Regions from separate parts of the Mus musculus genome. Here region 1 is linked to region 2. Evidence: chromatin contacts called from public HiChIP or PLAC-seq data. All regions are on one chromosome and are shown on one strand. The core of a region is the stretch at or near the end of the contact, and the rest is flanking DNA. Distances in the headings are between cores, read along the strand shown. Region 1 has its middle 39 kb from the start of Prss55. Region 2 has its middle 15 kb from the start of Pinx1.

Evidence for each region. HiChIP or PLAC-seq counts read pairs in DNA pulled down with a chosen protein or histone mark.
Region 1: an H3K27ac HiChIP or PLAC-seq map of extraembryonic endoderm stem cells shows a contact between it and region 2. The contact joins two enhancer-like sites. A contact is called at or near these places in 13 of 39 promoter capture datasets (3T3-L1-derived adipocytes, the C10 cell line, the HPC-7 cell line and 9 more), 2 of 484 Hi-C or Micro-C datasets (bone marrow-derived macrophages and nephron progenitors), 11 of 115 datasets of contacts at active chromatin or transcription factors (the 230-238 cell line, bone marrow-derived macrophages, embryonic basal ganglia and 8 more) and 3 of 9 other capture datasets (adipose tissue, embryonic stem cells and liver).

The regions. Positions count from the first base shown.
Region 1 is chr14:64,044,841-64,048,296 of GRCm38.p6, forward strand. No RefSeq gene overlaps it. Among named protein-coding and RNA genes, the nearest start is that of Prss55, 39 kb to the right of the region's middle. Within about 2 kb of position 1,596, at least 26 of the 459 cell types and tissues checked have an H3K27ac peak or open chromatin away from gene starts, as enhancers often do. A contact at or near this core is called in extraembryonic endoderm stem cells, where this site is marked.
Region 2 is chr14:63,843,249-63,846,684 of GRCm38.p6, forward strand. It overlaps a transcript of Xkr6 not described here. Among named protein-coding and RNA genes, the nearest start is that of Pinx1, 15 kb to the right of the region's middle. Within about 2 kb of position 1,308, at least 1 of the 459 cell types and tissues checked has an H3K27ac peak or open chromatin away from gene starts, as enhancers often do. A contact at or near this core is called in extraembryonic endoderm stem cells, where this site is marked.

The sequences.
Region 1 (3,456 bases), core at 346-2,845, 200 kb after region 2:
GGAACTGCTGGCTGTGGACACTGAGACCCTCCAGCTGCAGCCTCAGACCCTGTGGCAGCTGGTGCTTTCCTCTTGGTATGGGTCCTGGGCACCAGACCTCACGGTGCACACAGAACCTCAGCACACAACATCCCTGGCTCCGTTGTGCCTTCCTTTGCTGCTTCCGTCACTCTCTTCTTTACTTTTACTTCTTCATTAGAATGCTGTTCACCTTTTGCAAACTGCTCTAAGCCCTGATCCACAGAAGGCAGGCTCACCAATGAAGGGCCAGGCAGGTCGTAAACCATGCTCTGAGCTGTGACCAGGAAGGGACAGCAGACATACAAGGCTTCTCCTGCACCAGGGACTGGGTCTACAGTGGCTGTATCCCACAGGGAGTGATTTTATATCCACCACCCTTGTGTTCTGTGCACTGCCAACGACAGTTCTCCTGTTATAAAAAGTATGTCTTGGCTGCAAGGTAGCTAAACCTCCGGGAAACAAATGGGGTGATATGTGTGCATCATTTAACCATGAGGCAGCTTGGTGTCTTATTGGGCACAAGTCTCAGGGTGTGTGGTTTCCCTAAAGCCCCCAAGGGCTAGCCTGTCTAAGTGACTATCAGGCCTACCTAAGATCTTATTTGTTTCAGTCTAACTTCCAGAGTGGGGTGAAAAGCCTTTTTTATGGCTGAATTTGACTTTGATGGTGTCATATGTTTTTTGAAGATAACAAATATATGGTTGGGGCTGGGCGAGGTGGTGCACACCTTTAATCCCAGCACTCGGGAGGCAGAGGCAGGCGAATTTCTGAGTTTGAGGCTAGCCTGGTCTACAGAGTGAGTTCCAGGACAGCCAGGGCTACACAGAGAAACCCTGTCTCACAAAACAAACAAACAAACAAACAAACAAAACCAAATATATGGTTTTTGTTTCTCAAATCCATCTTACTTGCTTATATTTTTAAAATAATTCTGTGCATGTGCATATGTGTGTGTTCATGCATGTGACAATGCCTGGGTCTGGAATCCAGAGAAGAATACTCAGGAGTTGGTCAATTCCTTCCACCACTGTCTTTTGAATGCAGGTAGTCAAGCTGGCACAAGTGCTTTTACCTACTGAGCTATCTCAGTGGCCCTAGTCTGTGTCTTTTGGTTGGGAATTTAGCCCATTTATGTTCAAAGTTATAACTGAACGCTCTGTGCTGATTCTTGTCTTCAGTTCATGCCCTAACTACTGGGGAACACGGGAAAGAACTGGAGAAGCTTGCTCTGGGCTCTCCTGGAAGCTCTTGCCATCCAGCATGGGACGGTTGCAAGAGCCCTTCTTGGATTCGTAGCTCTGTCTGCTCCACGGTGAAAAGAAAAGAGGCTTGTAGGCTGACTGGCAGGGGAAGCTCCTGGATGGAGCAGCTCCCCTGGGGAATAGAGCTTACAATACCCAGAGAGTAGTCTCTGTTGATTCTTGAGCGACAGCCTGGGAGAGCCCCCCACCGCCCCCGCCGCCGCCGCCCGCCCCGCCGCCAGCCGCTCAGCTCATTGTCCCACACAGGGTAGTCGGCTCTGATTCTGGGACTCAGTCCTTGAGCCACAGCCTGGGAGAGCCCCTGCTGCCGCCCGCTGCTCATTGTCCAAGTGCTGCCACTTTTCCTCTGCTACATTGTTCCCTTATCAGCATTCCACACACTGTGGTGGCTGCACAGGAAAGCATGGCCACCACTGAGGCTGTCGCCTGGGTGGTGGATGCCAGGTGTCCCGCCACACAATCGGCCCCTCAGGCCCATCCCAGAGCCCGGACAAACTGGTCCACTAGGGCAACATTTGGCTGACCCTGCTCTCTTCAGGGTTGTTAAAGGAGAGAATAAAGAAGAACAGACTCTAGTCCTGGTGACCTCAGGAGGCACGTGTGGCACTGCTGGGTCTCTGCCCTCACTGCGATGTCCCACGGGAACTGAAATCTCTGGTCCATGACGGTGAAGCATAGGCTGGTGCTATGGAGAAAGTCAAGGAAGGCAGGGAAAAGAAAAACGCTTCAGGGACTGCTCTTAATGGACATTAGGCTGGTGGTTGGGAGGAACGGTGCCATCTGTAGTTCCTGAACCGTTTTCTGAAGTGAATGGTTTAGACTCAATATGACAGCTTCTACCCAGGGATTGGGGAACAAGGTCTAGCAGGAAGTGGGAGCAATTTGTTTTGGGTCTGCACTAGCCTAGAATACTCTTGGGCACTAAGGAAGGTGGGTGGTGCTGATGCAACAAATTAAACTATTAGACACCTAATTAAATTTGAATATTTAAATCAGTGAATAAGAGCTTTAAAAATGTCTTATCCCTATGATATGGTGGCAAACACCAGAGTACTGGAGGTGCAGACCAGAGGGTCAGGGTCATCCTCGGCTAATACTGAGCTGATCTCAAATAAATGAAACAAAACAGATATAGTCATGTAATGTTTAGCTCAAACACTTAAATGCTACACTGAAATGCAAGAGTAATCAGGCAATCTGTGTTTTATTTTGTCTCATCCACCAGGAGAGTGAGAGAGACCTCAAGAGGTCTGGGGCAGCCCCTCTCAAAGTTTGGGTCTCAAGCTCTTTTCTGCTTCTTCGGGTAGCACCCATCATCAGGGCTTATGGGTACAGGAGAAGCCTCCCAGCTGTTCTATTACCCTGAAAAACAAAACAAAACAAAGCAAAACAGACAAAAACACAAAAAGCAAAACAAACAAAAACCCACAAAAACAAAACAAAACACCAGCAGCTAGGTTAGTGCTTCATTTACAGGTGGTGTATCTCCCTCGCCCCCTGCTGGCAACATCAGATATTACAGCTTCTTGGTCAGGTCTTGTCCTGGAAATCTCTGAGCCCTGAGTCTGAGACCACCCACCTTTCATCTGCCTGGGGGAAATCAGAAATGTGGATTTTTGTGAAGAAAATCACACTATCCTCTGTGTATCATAATTTCTGAAATATCACCTTACCTTACCCCAGTCAAGTAGGAATTTAGAGAAAATAGCATAATTTTCACCAATTTTATGTACCCAGAGTCTAGAAATTTCTAGAAACAAAAAAAGTTCATGACACTTGTGAGCTAACAAGACTCAAGCCCTTAAGAAGACAGAAACTCTAGGATTGGAGACAAGATAGATGCAGAAGGGTCTCCTCACATCAGAGCAGGAAGTCACTGCCCCAAAGAATTTCAAAGCCCCTTGCTTCTGCATTCTGGTTACCGTGGAACGTTGAATGCACACACACTCCATGTGCCGCTAGGACACCTAGGACACTAGGGCACATCAGTGCTATCTCAACCTCGTGACATCTATGCTCCGAGTGGAACGCTGACAGAGTTGTGAGCCTAAACTCACAAGCATCCTGGGATCTGCAGATGGGGAGAGCTGGGCTTGGTGGTTCCTCAACAGTTTGGAGGTCTTTCAGGAAAACAAGGTGAGATCGTGAGCCCATAGGTCTGGAAGTCAACGTT
Region 2 (3,436 bases), core at 58-2,557:
AGCTTATACCATTAGATCAGATTTTGAAGGGTTTTAGGATGCATGGAGATGGGCCACTAGGGTTGACTATGACCGAGGTCAGGTATTATGTGTTTACTTAAGATTCCTTTCTTCCTGATGAGAATGCATTCTGATCTCCAGCATGCACCAGGTGCAGCTTTCTTCCCAGAACTGGGATTGCCAATTCCAAGTGTAGCCTAGCCTTGAGGATTGACCTTGGCCTGAGCATAGCCTGTGAGATGCAGAGGGTGGCACTTCTAGCACTTGAACTAGAGCAACAGCCATCAAACTTCCTCCATTTCCCTTAGTCTTGCTTCTTATGGTTATTCTCTCCTTAATCTTCCTACAATAACAATTGTTACCAATCCACAATCCAGGGTCTTTTCAGCAGATAAGAACCCATCCCTGTCAGCCTAGCATCCATCCAGAAATGATGGATTGCAACTTCATATGAGTGTTTTAAGTCCTGGGCTTCAGGAGATTAAAGTTGAGCATCCACCTCACTTTGTACCTACTAAGTGGCATTAAACCCTTGCTCACCCCCACAAACATCATACCTCATGCCCATGTTGTCCTCTGCAGAGTGTGTGGGCAAAGTGTCCCCACTTATATCTCATTCATGCTGACTGGGATTTTGCTTCCTTTTGGTTTGCTAAGTGAGTGCCTATTTTATTTAGTGGACACAAACTCTTGTCTTCAGATTAACCTTAGTACCTAATGGAATACACCACAGCTTTATTTTACAGAGGAAAATAAAATGTGGGTGGTTGAATACCCTTCCCTGATTCCCTCAATTAATAAGAGAGAAAACCATAGCACATGATTAGCTGTCTTGGGCAAAACCCCCTCATCTTTCCCACCTCACCTCTGATCACACACCCCCTTCTTGATCAATGGGTTCTTTGCCTTCTGTTTCCTTCTGTTGCCTAAAGGAACTGTAAAGGTTCATTCCCCAGATAAACACTCCTGCAACAGCCACAACGGCTTTACTGATGAAATGCTGAAATGGCCAAGAGAAGAGGTTGAATAACATTTATTTGGGCCTGACAGATGGCAACAAACCTATTTCCCTCACAAAGATTTTTCTCCTGATAGAATGCCAACACAGAATCTATAAGTACCTACTTCATTGACCAGTTTCTTTTTAGACCTCTCCCAGGAGGCCAGTTTTTAAGGATCACCCCCACTCAGCAGAGAAGGAAGGGGTCAGAACATTGAGTGACACCATTGTTTTGGGAGAACCCACACTGCTAAACAGAAACTGAGCAGCTTCTGCGGGTCTGAAGGGCTGGGCTCTTGCTTTGCTTCAGGCACAGCTGTCTTTGTCTCAGACCTCCTATCAGAACCAACAACTATTTCTTATGAGGCTAAAGGAAGAGCTTTGTTTTCCTTAGGATAAGGGCTCCACCAGATTCCTAAATCTCTGACCAGTTAACACAGTCTACTTTCAACTCAGTCTTGCTACTCACTCACTAATGCCCGACAGACATCCCAAGCACTTGACTAGACTCATCCCCAAGTTATGCACAGTCTGTTGGGAGGAAATCCAGTTCAAAGAGATTGAGCAAAAGTGGTGCTCTCTGGGTTCAAAGGACAGGAAGATGGTCTGACACCACCGAGTTTCTAAAACAGAGGTAGTGTCATGGTTTTCACGAGCTCTATGCCTCCCCTTACTGGTGAGCGTTCCTCATGGTTCTCAGTACCTCCTGATTTTGGAATTATGAACATTGATGAGGAAATGAACATGATGTACTCCATCTTCTTCCCTGCTCTATTCCATGAAAGTCCCCAGTACTGAGTGCCAGTGCTTGTCTCTGTAGACCATTTATAGAGGAACTGCAAGGGCCCAAAGAGCCCTTCTCCAAGATGATACTCACTTAGGAAAAAATGTCTCAACCAAGAAAAAAGACAAAGAGAGTGGAGAGTGATAACATGAACTTTCTCTGAACTAGCTTCTCCAAGATAGGGGATGGTTGCTTGTACCCAAATTGTGCTAATATTGATCCCAAGCTGGAAGAATGAGCCTCTCCATTCCCTCACCTCCAGGAGAAATGAGACTGTCACTATGCCTTGTTAACTGTCATTCTTGACCATCATGCATTCACATCCAGAGACCATAGGCCTCTGTCCTGAGCTGTAGGGACTTACAGAGGTCATGTAAATCTATATTCTATGATAGGGTTATGGTTACTTAGAATAAGGGAGAAGAATATTCTGAGGATCAGCTAGACAGTGAGGCCTTGCATTATTCAGCCAACTTTCAAAAGCTCCCTGTGAACTCAGAAGCCATAGGCCAGTCCCCCAGTAGCCTTTTGGGCCCAAACTGTTTGCTACCGATTCCTTCTTTGCCACTGTTCTTTCCTATTGTCATGGCCAATTCCTAGATCTCTGCTACAGTACTTTATTAAGTGTTCTGAACTCAGTGTGTATCATTGTCACTACATTAATTACCAATGCCTACTTCCAACGCAGTACATATTTATCTCCTAGTGAGTCTATCATGGCAATTGCTGCTGGTATTTTAAAGTTCTCACTGCTTAACAGTGATGAGACCTAGCATTGTTCTTTCTCTAAGCCTTCCAGAAAGAGTTACTGCTTCCACTGTAATTTCCTAGTTTGACTTGATTTACTGGAGCATATGAGTGGGCCAGGCATGTGGCCAGTGGATTGAGAATAACTTCTATAAAGAGAAATCTGGAATTGAGGAAGCTATGCTGGGACATCATAAGCACAGCTCCTGTCTAAGGGGAATCAGTTTCACCACAATCCAAGGCGGGTGGCACACTGGAAGCAACATCAGCCTAACGCACTAGCCCTGATGCAGTTTCCTCTTCGGCAAGTACAGACAACACTCTTTAATGTCCTTTGCTAGCCTAGAACTCTGTTGTCAGCACACCCAATCATCTCACAGAGGAACATAGTTCAGTTCCCCCTTTCCTCGCTCACCCTAATGTTTATAAATAAGGGGAAGAATCCAAGAAGATCGTGTGGTTCATATAGAAAGAGCCTGTCTCAAAACAAAGTCAAACAAAACAAAGACAAACATCTCCAAAATCAATTATATTTTTCTTGATTTAAAAGAAAAAAATGAAGTCAATTGCTCATTGCTCTGATAAACACGCCCAAAACACTTATTTTGCTTAAAAATAAACAAACAAACACCTCAGCGTTGCTTCTCCCAAGCCCTGTTTTGTTGATGATATTAAACATTCAATGTGTGAAAGGGGAAGATCTGAGTGTTCTAAGACAAGGTGCTAAGCTGGGAGGCAGCCATCTTAGATGTTCAGAAATTAACCAGCAAACCAAATAATGCCAAGCACAAAAGAGCCCCACATATGCTACTGTCTCCTAGACGCCACCTACTGCAGATGAATGTGTCACAAGTCCTGTGCTCTGGATAGAGAAAGTCACGATGCTCCACAGAATGGGAAGATGG